Regions from separate parts of the Xenopus laevis genome. Here region 1 is linked to region 2. The links are chromatin contacts, called in public Hi-C maps. All regions are on one chromosome and are shown on one strand. Each heading gives the region's core, a stretch centred on a gene start, on an enhancer-like site or on the middle of the called end of the contact. The rest is flanking DNA. Distances are from core to core; before and after follow the strand shown. Region 1 has its middle 20 kb from the start of mras.L. Region 2 holds the start of LOC108702015 (fibrinogen-like protein 1-like protein).

What was found. A called contact is a pair of places that touch in the nucleus more often than the background predicts.
Region 1: a contact with region 2 is called in a Hi-C map of the XTC cell line, with 6 times the contacts expected there. The contact joins the enhancer-like site here to the promoter of LOC108702015 in region 2. A contact is called at or near these places in 2 of 4 Hi-C or Micro-C datasets (the XL177 cell line and the XTC cell line).

Annotation. Positions count from the first base shown.
Region 1 is chr9_10L:57,932,804-57,938,957 of Xenopus_laevis_v10.1, reverse strand. No RefSeq gene overlaps it. Among protein-coding and RNA genes, the nearest start is that of mras.L, 20 kb to the right of the region's middle. Within about 2 kb of position 3,192, at least 1 of the 7 cell types and tissues checked has an H3K27ac peak or open chromatin away from gene starts, as enhancers often do.
Region 2 is chr9_10L:57,865,387-57,871,495 of Xenopus_laevis_v10.1, reverse strand. It overlaps LOC108702015 (fibrinogen-like protein 1-like protein), which reads right to left and starts at 4,785. Exons shown (of 3, transcript XM_018237018.2): 1 at 4,650-4,785; 2 at 4,096-4,274; 3 at 2,877-3,811. The coding sequence starts at 4,657. The coding sequence ends at 3,111.

The DNA of each region.
Region 1 (6,154 bases), core at 1,943-4,442, 69 kb before region 2:
CTGGCCTGAAGTAGATACCTGGGTAGCTTAGAAGGACAACCCCTGTAAGGAAAAAGGTGCAGCCAAATGGAAGGCTGATGATGGACTTCAGGCACTTGTCCTTCCATCCCTCTCCAGAGCTATTTGAAGCACAAACAACCAGAGCTGTATCGGCACCGAGTTTATAACAGAGGTGGAAATCGAACCAATGACTTTCCCAACTAGGAGCACGCGCCTTAACAATTCTGCTATTACGGAAGACTCTGTTAGATGAGAAACCCCTGGCATGAAGTAGAAACCTGGGTAGCTTACAAGGACAACTCCTTTAAGGAAAAAGGTGCAGCCAAAGGAAAGGCTGATGATGGACTTCTGGCACTTGTCCATTCATCACTCTACAGAGCTATTTGAAGCACAAACAACCAAAGCTGTTTTGGCACCAAGTTTTTGGCAGCAGCGGGAATCGAACCAATGACCTTCCCGACCAGGGGTGCATGCCTTACCAACTCTGCTATTCCGAAAGTCTTTTTCAGACAGTGAACCACTGGCCTGAAGTAGATACCTGGGTAGCTTAGAAGGACGACCGCTGTAAGGAAAAAGGTGCAGCCAAACGGAAGGCTGATTATGGACTTCTGGCAGTTGTCCTTCCATGACTCTCCAGAGCTATTTGAAGCACAACCAACCAGAGCTGTTTTGGCACAGGTGGGAATTGAACCAACGATCTTCCCAACCAGGGGCACGTGCTTTAACAACTCTGATATTCTGGAAGTCTCCTTTAGATGGGAAACCCCTGGCATGAAGTAGATACCTGGGTAGCTTAGAAGGACAATTCCTTTAAGGAAAAAGGTGCAGCCAAATGGAAGGCTGACGATGGACTTCTGGCACTTGTCCTTCCATCACTCTCCAGAGCTATATGAAGCACAACAAACCAGAGCTGTTTGTGCACTGAGTTTTTGGCAGAGGTGGGAATAGAACCAACCACCTTCCCGACCAAATTTGGAACTACAATCAAAGACCACTCTAATCTGACCTGGTTTCTTTGGGTGGTATACCCCAAATATTGGTAGGTACCAGCACTCCTCTGAGTCTTTGAGGATGGGTGCTATCTCTGCATGGCTATTTTCAAATAGCCATGCAGAAAAGAAGGGATCTCTCATGTCTGGTTTTCTTTGAAAGTTGCGTCTGAGAGAAGAGAAACATTTAAGGGTGTTGTCTCTGAGGCATGAAGGGTAGAGTGGCCACCCAACTGTTAGAATCGTTTTTAACTAGTTCTTGTTCCATTATTTTTAGAAAGAGTTTATCCTCAATAGACATTGCCAATTGGTTATCCTCTATTGTTCTCTGGAACACTGTGCATCCCAAATGAGCTTGATCACCGTCACAGGTGAGATTATCATCAGAAATGTTTGGGGGGGGTGTAAGTGCATTATATGTTTCAAGTGTGCATGCTGCTTAGCTACGTCCTGTTATATTTTTATGGTATTTCTCTTTACAGGCTGTTCCTGCTTCATTTTGCTTAGTACAGGTGAATATCTCTGCTGGATTTATGGTATTTCTGGATGTTTCTGGCCTGCTATATTGTGCTTGCTGACATAGTTTTACAGTATGTTATATCTTCAGAACTGCAGGACAAAAAAGACCATTTTCATAATGTATTTGGACAGAATTGTCTCAATTTTTAAGTTCTGGTGCATGACATGTGCTGGTATGTTGCTGTAGGGTTATGCGTGTGATACAATGACCTTTATAAATTAGTTGGTTATAATTTTAACTTTATTTTTCACTGATAAAGTAAAAACTTTTTTTATGGCTGATGGCACAGATTTATTTCCCCCAGTGCATAAGAAACATTGGTGGCTTATGAGTTAAAGGTTCATGTTGGATTCAGAGTCTGAGCTGGCACTGATGGTAGAGGGTTACAGTTACATGTAGAGATATGAGACATATTATTAGAAAGACTGTGAACATTGAGACTTTTTAAGGATTGAAAGATGTTTTCCCCTTTCTGTGTTTCTGCCATTTCATGGTCCGACACATGAGCCAGAATAGTTCAAAAGGTACAGAGGAAAAGGACCGACACCACAGAATAAATGGCACACTCCCAGGAGCTCAGTTATACAGCGGGCATCAAAGCTCCGCACTGGATCAGCGGGAAGATCTGAGGAGCTGGTGTTACTAACCATTATCTGTCATCTCAGTTCCTTTGAGGTTGATTATAAAGTTTTAAGAATCATAGATAAAGTAGGTGCTAGTGCCAGTAATGTCTGCCCTTCTATGGAGAACAACTGAGAGAAGGAAGAAAATGGGCACAAAATGAGATCAGACCAGCCACTTCGGGCCTCCACTTTGTTATATCTGGGTTCAGTAATAAAAGCATAAGGGAATGTTAGCAAATAGCCAGTCACACCCTTCACTATATAGTCTTGTGTTTCAGAATTTAACAGCAACCAAAAATGGGGAAATCTATTGACCCAACACAAACCATCAAACATCATATAGTGAGGCTACCACAATCCCTCACCCAGGAAAATTCCTTTCTGACATGTAGTGTTCCATCTCCTCTGCTCAATAGTGGCACTAACTGTGAAAGCAAATACCAAACACTCGACCTGGAGTTAAAAATAGGGGCTATCCTGGCAAAACTGAGATGTATGGGAGCCCTACACTTTATGAAAAGATTTGTATATCCCATATATACTGTATATGAATGCTGCTCTTAATTCTTCTAGTCACTAGGTGGCAGTGTCTGACAAAAATTAGAGATTTACAGAAGCATTAAAATTGTGATAGCTATCTGTGACTCATAATGATGGCATCACGTACAGTGTATGAGAGAGCCGATTATTCTATGTACCATATATTTGCCTCTGGCTGTGCAGTTGCATTTTTTAGGACAAATTATTCCAAATAAATGTGCCCCCTTTATTACCTTAAAATAATGTACTGTTGCATTTACAGACCGAAGGGGTACAAGTTGCACAGACATGAATTATGTTATCTGCTCCCTCACATGCCTTTTAGTTTGCAGATTAGGACACAGATGCAAACAGTGCCGGGCCAGGCCAGACGGGTGCAGTAGACAAAGCTACCGGCCACGTCGGCCCCAGCCGCAGCAGTGCGCAACCAAGTGCGTAACCGTGCGCAACTGTGGACGCGCGTGCGCAACGGAGGACGCGCGTGCGTAACCGTGCGCAACGGGGGACGCGCGTGCGTAATCGTGCGTAACCGGGGACGCGCGTGCGCAAAAAGCGCGCAACCAAGGACGCACATGAGCAACCGCGCAGAGCCACGTGCGGTTGTGCGCAAAGCAATTTGACTAAAGAGAGCGCACCCACTTTTCACTGAGGTAACAATTGCCGGACTAATTCCTAGTGGGTAGAAGTTCTGCAGCACAAACAGATAAAGTTAGATTTTGGGATGGAAAAGTCCTAAGGTCCTTGTAAGCTATTTTTCTACCTTGCACACTTTCATAAATACCCTGTGAAACCTTCTCGTTACTCAGCTGAAATGAGAGCAACTTTCTGATAGGCACAGACTTTACCAGTATGAGGATAGGTGGAGCTAAAGCATTTTTAGTGGTCTTATAAACAGCAGTTTTTACTCTTTGAGATGGTTTGCTATTTCAATTTTTTGGTTCTGCATTTTTTTTAAAGGTATATTCACTTCAAGCCCCCTGTTTGAGGTCCAATGCTTGCTCATGTCCCTTTTGCTTCTCTTTGTTATTGTTTCTCTCCTGTTGGCTCAGCAATGTTCCTGTGACAGATATAGCTGCTGTTTCACCTTGTGAGGCTTACCATATCAATAAATAATGAATCTCACCAGAGATGCATCACATACCTCCCAACATTTTGGAAATAAAAATAGGAGCAAAAAAGTATGCGCACGTAGCATGGAGAGCATTTTTTGACTTGCCCATTTTCGTGGCCACATCCCCTAATTACCATTTGACAAAAAAGGTTATAAAAGTTTGAACATATTTCTGTGGTTTTTTTTCAGTTATTATAGTTTGCTAATAAAGGTGACTTGCCCTTTATCCTGTGAGTCTAACTTTTCCCAAGGGAATATTGTTACAAGTATTTATTTGCTTATCCAGATTGTTTACCTAGATACATTTGAATCGTTACAAATGTATCATCTTCTGTTGTGACTGTTCTGGGCTCTCTGCCAAAAGCCAATTAAGTTTGAAACTTTGTTTCTTTTTCTGGCTGTTGCAGTGCATAGAAAAACAGGGCTTTCAAGTACAAATGAGGGACTGCAGGTTGAGCTGTCAAAAGAGGGACTGTCCCTCAAAAAACAGGACAGTTGGGAGGTATGGCATCATAAATAGATGTTAAATAAATATATATATTTATGCACTCGGGGTATTGGCAGGGAATATCCCACCATTATGCAAATGGTAAATGGTTTTACTGGAATTAATTCCCATTAACTTTAATAAAAAGGCATTTTAAGCATTTTGTTGCCTGAGCTGGAGACAACTGGTGAAAGACAACAAATGATTGGAGAGATCAGAAAGTTACTTTATAATACATTTATTTTATCCATGACTTGCAGCCTGGAGACCAAGCTACACAGAGTCATTCTCTTGTGATTGTTGGTATTGCTATTGTTGCCATGTGGCTGGCATCATGAATGCCTGATGCCAATGTTTTAATGGGGCAAAACCATATAAGTATAAGAAGTGTGGTCATTTTCCCCCAAAAAATCGACAGACCCAGGTTTCATGGGGATACACCGGTGAGTAGGGGTGCCACCTGGTCGGTATTTTACCGGCCTGGCCTGTAAAAATGATGGTTGAGCTCAATGTTATTAATAGGGAAAAAAGTGAAATATTTAAAGGGATACTGTCATGGGAAAAAAAATTTTTTTCAAAATGAATCAGTTAATAGTGCTGCTCCAGCAGAATTCTGCATTGAAATCCATTTCTCAAAAGAGCAAACAGATTTTTTTATATTCAATTTTGAAATCTGACATGGGGCTAGACATTTTGTCCATTTCCCAGCTGCCCCATGTCATGTGACTTGTGCCTGCACTTCAGGAGAGAAATGCTTTCTGGCAGGCTGCTGTTTTTCCTTCTCAATGCAACTGAATGTGTCCCAGTGGGACATGGGTTTTTACTATTGAGTGTTGTTCTTAGATCTACCAGGCAGCTGTTATCTTGTGTTAGGGAGCTGCTATCTGGTTACCTTCCCATTGTTCTTTTGTTTGGCTGCTGGGGGGGGAAAAGGGAGGGGGTGATATCACTCCAACTTGCAGTACAGCAGTAAAGAGTGATTGAAGTTTATCAGAGCACAAGTCACATGACATGGGGCAGCTGGGAAATTGACAAAATGTCTAGCCCCATGTCAGATTTCAAAATTTAATATAAAAAAATCTGTTTGCTCTTTTGAGAAATGGATTTCAGTGCAGAATTCTGCTGGAGCAGCACTATTAACTGATTCATTTTGGAAAAAAAATTTTTTCCCATGACAGTATCCCTTTAAGAAAGCTGGTATTTTTTTCCACAATAGGTGACAACCCTACCTGTGAGTCATTAATTTTTCCTTGAGTCATGAATGTCTGTAAATCTGTCTAAATCCACAAAAACAATTAGAATAACTTAACCTGAAAATGACAGTCTCCTCCCATGTTCTTTGACTACATTTGTGATTAAAGGAGAACTAAACGTTAACCTTGGATTTTAATCAAGAGGCCCCTGCCAAGCTAAGCAGGAGCATGCACACTGGTAGGCAATCTGGTCCTGGCTTCCATTGCACTTGCTCCTGCCTGGCAATTACTTCCACAGAGTCAAACAACGGATGTGATGCAGCCAAACATGGCACCCACCAACCCTGCTTAGCAAATCTGCAATTAGAGCAGGTACTGTGGGAGGACTCTATCAATTAAAAATGGAGGGTAGCAGGTTTATTTAGCCTTTAATATCAAAAGTAAAGTTTTGGTGACCCCCATAGTTGTCCCTGGTCAGTCTGGTCTGATCTATTAAGGATTCCAGTTGAGCACTGTTTTTGAGGGTAAGTTTTACCTGCTATTTGCTGCTTCTCCCCAAGTATATCATTGCTACGTGTGTCTCTTGCTTTCAGTGGGGCCCTCAAAGGAATAGTAAACTTTCTGTGTCTTTAAGTTGTAACTTTCACAAGGAGATACCACTAGGGTTGCCATCTGACTGGTATTTTACCGG
Region 2 (6,109 bases), core at 3,536-6,035:
TAGTGAAGTGTTGCTCAGGAGAAGAAATGTTTTCACTTTTTGCCGTGAGGAAAAAAATTATAGTAGAAAAATTAAAGTGAAAATGGGTGTGATTATTCCTCCCACTATTAGTCAATTTGACACTTAGGGGCACATTTACTAAGGGTCGAATATCGAGGGTTAATAAACCCTCGAATTCGACCCTCGAAGTAAAATCCTTCGAATATCGAATTCGAAGGATTTTGCGCAAATCCTACTATCGATCGATCAAAGTAAAAATCCTTCGATCGAACAATAAAATCCTTTGAATCGAACGATTCGAAAGGATTTTATTCGAACGATCGATGGATTTTTCTTCGATCAAAAAAAGCTTAGAAAAGTGATGGGGAAGGTCCCCATAGGCTAACATTGTACCTCATAAGGTTTAACCTGCCGAAGTATGTAGTCAAAGTATTTTTTAAAGAGACAGTAGTTCGACTATCGAATGGTGGAACAGTCGAACGATTTTTAGTTCGAATCATTCTAATCGAAGTCGAAGGTCATAGTAGCCTATTCGATGGTCGAAGTACCCAAAAAAATACTTCAAAATTCGAAGTTTTTTCATTCGAATCCTTCATTTTAGCTTAGTAAATGTGCCCCTTTGTCTCTCGGTGTAAAAACACAGTTGTTATTAGACCAGTGCTTGTGCAGTTCTAGGCATGAACACAGTATGTGAGATGTGTTCTAGGATGTATATATAGACTGCAGTGCTACAGGGGACTGGGGCAAAACATTCCTTGCTAGATCCACATTATGTATATATAGTACAGAGTTTCTGACTGTGGCCTATCATGCTGTTGTTATGCTTCTTACAGCCTTGGACTGCCCTTGGAGTGAAACCTCAGGAACAACTAAATGGCTGCATATAAGGTGCTACTGTCCCTATTTTGCCTTTCTGTCTCCATCTTATTTTATTGTCTTAATCTTGTCCTTTTGTCTCCCTCTTTCCTTACTGTCTCAATCTTCTTCAACTGTGACCATCTTACCCTATATTTGCCATCTTACCCTTTTGTCTCCATCTTGTCCTACTGTCTCCACCTTGTCTTACTGTCTCCATCTTGCCCTACTGTCTCCATCAGGTGTTCTACTATGTACTTTATTTACTGTATATGGCTGAAATGACAATAAAATCCACTTGACTTGACTTGTTCCTTAGCTACAGAGTTGCACTTTTCCTCTCTGAAGGTGACCGGATATTCTCACCTGGCCTATGGAGTCCTGGACAACTCTCTCTACAGTGCTGACCATACTTATATTATTGTGTCAGTGTTTTTTAAGTATTTTCTTTGGCAGTTCCGCTGCAAGCAATCTATGGGTCATCCAAACACTCCCATAGACTGTGTAGTAAGGGCAATAGTAAGTGAGCTGACCAAGCTTTGTATTCCCGTACCATGATTCCAGAGTACACATTTGCCACACTTATTTTGTTTGTTGCTGAGGATTTTGGTACTGTATGACTGTAATACAGTGTTATTGTAATGTTATTGTAAATAATGTTCATTTTTTTATTGTAAAGTTTTCAATATAAAAAACATAAAAACTCCTTACACTGTGACCATCTTACACTACAGTCACTATTTTTCTACTCTCTCAATTTCCCCCTATTATCTTCATTTTGCTCTCCATATTGTCCTACTCTGCCACCATCTTGCTCTACTGTCTCCATCTTGCCTTTCTTTACCTACTATACCTCTTTTGTTCTATGTGCCCTCACAATATGCAGGACCATAGGCAGTCACACCCCATTAATACCTTTTTTTGTGTGTGTGTGTGTGTGTATGCTTAGTTGCATTCTTCGACAGTTACAATTTCACTGGGGGATATGGAGGAATAAATAGGGCAGAAAAGGAAATCTGACGATGAAGTGTAATAAACTATTTTGTTATTAAATAAGATTAAACAGCTTTCAGCCACATATATACTTCATTTTTTGATGCACGATCTTTCCATGACCATAACTGTAGGGGTTGGGAGGGTTTCTGTGTGTGCAGGGGTCATCTTTCTTGGAGTTCACTGCATTGTCTCTAAACTAAGGTGAATGTCTGACCCCAAGGGGTTAGGAGATGCATTGCCAGCAATCACTGGTGCTCATAGCTAATTCCAAACTGAGCCTTTGGGGACACCATGTGGATATAAAAGTACAAGCAGAAAGCTGCTCAAGAAAAGGAGTAAAGGTATTTGTTTCTGAGAAAAACACATTACACAAGTTATTGTTGCAGATTTATTGAATGTGAAGGGTTGCATAATATCAATCAATACATGACTTACACAGTGTTATAAGTGCATAAAGCATTGATTACTGAACACAGTATCGACGGCTAATGCATTTTTTTAAAAACCCAGAATACAAATAAGATATTTGAATTCTAAATATAAGTTGCAAATTAATTATGTGACCCCGATTTTTTTACTTTCTTTATTATAAATTTAATGTCAGCATGAATAAACCTGCCTCTGTATAGACTGAGAAGGGTCTCTAACCAAACCCTGAAGAAAGTGGTTCTCTGCATGCAATAAGAAGTTTGCTTACTGAAGAAGACATAGTATATGTCATACATAGATGCTTATATACAGACTGAACAAAAGAAAAGCTAGATTCTTACACTGACAGAGAAAGCCACTAACTAAAGAACTGATTAGTATTTGGGGTCCCTATATAGACTGAGGTCACTAACCGAAGAAGACATTTGGATCTCTACATTGACAGATTAGTTCACTAACTGAATGTCCATGTGTATCTGGGGTCCCTATATAGAGAAGATTGCTAATGGAAGAAATTGTTACATTATCAGAGAAGGCCACTAATGGAAGATGACCTGAGTATCTTGGATACCTACACTGTGAGAGAGAGAGAGAGAGAGAGAGAGAGGCTTGTGATGCTAGAGATGAGATGCTAGAAGAGAGATGTTAGAAGACATGAGTAACCCGGATCCCTACATAGACAGATAAAGTAATTCATGAGTATCTGGGGTCCCTATATAGACTGAGAAGGTCACTTATTGAAGAAACTATGGGTCCCTACATTGACAGAGAAGGACACTAATTAAAGATGGCATGAGTATCTGATGACCTCAAATGGACTGAGATTGCCCCTAACTCTTTTGATGAACTGGAAGGTGGACACCAGGCCCTGGCAGTGGAGTAGGAGAGCAGTTCTTCTTACTGGGTTTAATCATAATACTAGAAGAGGCGCAGTGATTGTGTTCATCACACAGACCTCTCCAATATATAAAGTCATCACTGTTGAACAGAGAAGAACCACAGTTGTCAAACCACCAGCCTCCCTCATGCTCCAGTGCACAGTTATTTTTCCATCGATCATTGTCTTTGTCTTCGGTGGAAAACATCATGTTGTCATGCATGCCTGTCTCATTCATGGCTGTCAGTACATCCCCTGCATCCCCGGAATAGTCACCCAGTCTCAGTGTATAATTTTTAGCCTCACTGTCCAGCCTAAAACTGGAGTAATCTGCATGATGCTTATTGTTATGAGCATCAACAACACTGAACCTGACTGTAAATGTGTTCTGCCTTGTGAGGAGGTAAATCATTTCATTGCCCAACCAGTGATCTGCCATCAGATTACCAAACCCTTGTTTGTACTCGCTCCAGTCAGGGGATCCAAAGAGGCTCTTCTGCAAAGTGTTCTTCTGCAGGACTGTCCAGCCTTCACCATCAGAGCTCATGTCACAATATACTGCCATTGGGAGTGAATTTTTAGGGTGGATCACATACAGGCCACTCTGACTCCTCTTGTTTAAGAAAGCTGCCTGGCAGTCCTTTGCCAAAAGTTCTGGGAAACAGTTAATGTCACAGGAATTAGAAGGTTAAGTGTATTAGAACCACTACAATTGGGATTTGAGGCTCATGTCAAACATTTTAATTGGGTTTACTGGACAATTTTAAATGATATGGATAAGTATTAATTATGCACATTTTAGCAATAACGTATTTATAGAAAGAGCGAGGACATAAGAGAATACAATTAAAAACTTTCATGAATGTGTGTTGAGCTACAACTCCCAGGAGAAGGCCACAGATGGCATATCATGCCCACTCAGCTAAGTAGATACTCACCCAAGTAAACCCCATCATCGGGAACATTAATGAACTCCTGCAGTTTCGTCTCTGTCAGCATGTGTCGATTAGCCAGGCGATCGTACAGTTCCTCGCGGGATACATGATGAAGGATGCTTGTGACCGAAACCACAAAAGTCAGTGTGAGCACTAAGCTCATTAACAGAGGATTCACCATCCTGTGCAAGAGACAGCAGACTATTATTATAATGTGTGCCAGGAAGAAATGTGTGCATATAGAGCTGATTTGCCCAGCCTCTGGCACTCAAGCTGTTATTAAGCAACTACTCCCTGCACACTATACCAGAGGCTTTTGTAGCTGGGTTTAAGCTCCCCTTGTAGTCAGCCCTATGTATTTCATAACAAGGTTACATGTACAGGCACCCTGCTATAACTTCAGTAGCATCCAGCACAGAAAATACACTTTTACCCCAAATCTCACCAATTGACCCAGGCTGAGCTTGATCCACAAAGGTAGGTTGCGTTATCACAATGGAAATTAGAGATTGTGCTTCCACCCTGGATTAATTCTAGTCCTTTGACATTAGACTTACCTGCACATTTTGCTCTAGTGGGAGACCAAGACAGGACCCAGCGACTGGTGATAGAATACTCTTCCCTCACCTACAGCTATTAAGATTTAACCAGCTGCAGTTCTAGCTGCTTTATACTTTGGAGGAAGGGCCAATCCTGTTTAGGTGTGGATCCAGTTGATACTTATATGACTAAATTGCAGTATCTCCATGTCCAGCAGTGTCGGAGGTAGGAAGTGTCATGGTGCCAATTCCAACAGATTGTACATGGGAAGTCAACATTTTAATATTTGGCCACCCAGGTAATAAAGTCCATTATAATACAATAAAGATAAAGAGATATCCCTGATTCACGGGTTTACACTGACATCACTGGTGCAATAAGTAAATACGCCTACTGGACATGAATGCCTTAACGTGAAATGACAAGAACCATAACTATTTCACAGTATTTTTCTTCCTGAGAAACAAAAGGCAACTCATGTGGCTGTCCCAGAGGCCGCATTTTATTTGTCCTGTAAGGCAGTGCTGTCCAACTTCTGTGGTACCAAGGGCAGGGATATCACTCATATGTGAAAAAAGTTGTTATATTAAGACATACCCTTAAAACCATAGACCTCATCCTCCCCTGTGGATAACACAGCACCCCCCCCCCCAGCACATGATTAAATACCTTAGGGGCCCCTAACAGCTAACAAACCCCCAGAACAAACATCTACCAGACTTATGTTCCAAAGGCAGACAGCGTCGGACTGGCCCACAGGGATACCAGGAAAAGTCCTGGTGGGCCCAGGTGTCAGTGGGCCCTCATGCTGCTAAACATTTGGCCTATTTCATGACCATTCCCTATTTTTATAAGAACAACAAATCTAAATAGATGGAAAAATAGAGTATAGTATGTAAAGAAAAGAGACGAGGAGAGGAAGAAAAATAGTACTAAGAGTAGGCCCCTGACCTAAGATTAATTGGTGGGCCCCATGTCTATGGTTTTTGGGTGGGCCCCTGGTGTCCCAGTCCGACACTGAAGGCAGAGCAGAGCATACACAGGCAGAGTATGGCACACACAGGAAGTATAGGGAAGGCAGAACAGAGCAGGTGACAGAGAAACCTATTGGGACCACTCTGAGATGTGCTACATACAGTGCTGGTGCCCCTCCAGCAGTTTGTACGAGTGTGAGCTGGTGAATAATGTGGGTACTTTCAGTCTGAGGTATGAACAGTACAGGGCTTTAAGGTGTGAACATTAGAGCTGTTACAGGTGTGAACAATGCAAGGGGGATTACAGGTGTGACTACAGGAGTTTATAGTCTGAATTTGAGGCGTAGACAATGCACGGGCCAGTTAATCTCTTTACTGATATTACACAAAATAAGCAGACACAGCAGGCAGACTTTTATGTGAGGGCAACACAAGGGGGGGCACAGACTGCCATTTGGACAGCACTGCTTTAAGGTATTGCTATTTGTGCCACAGGAGGCATG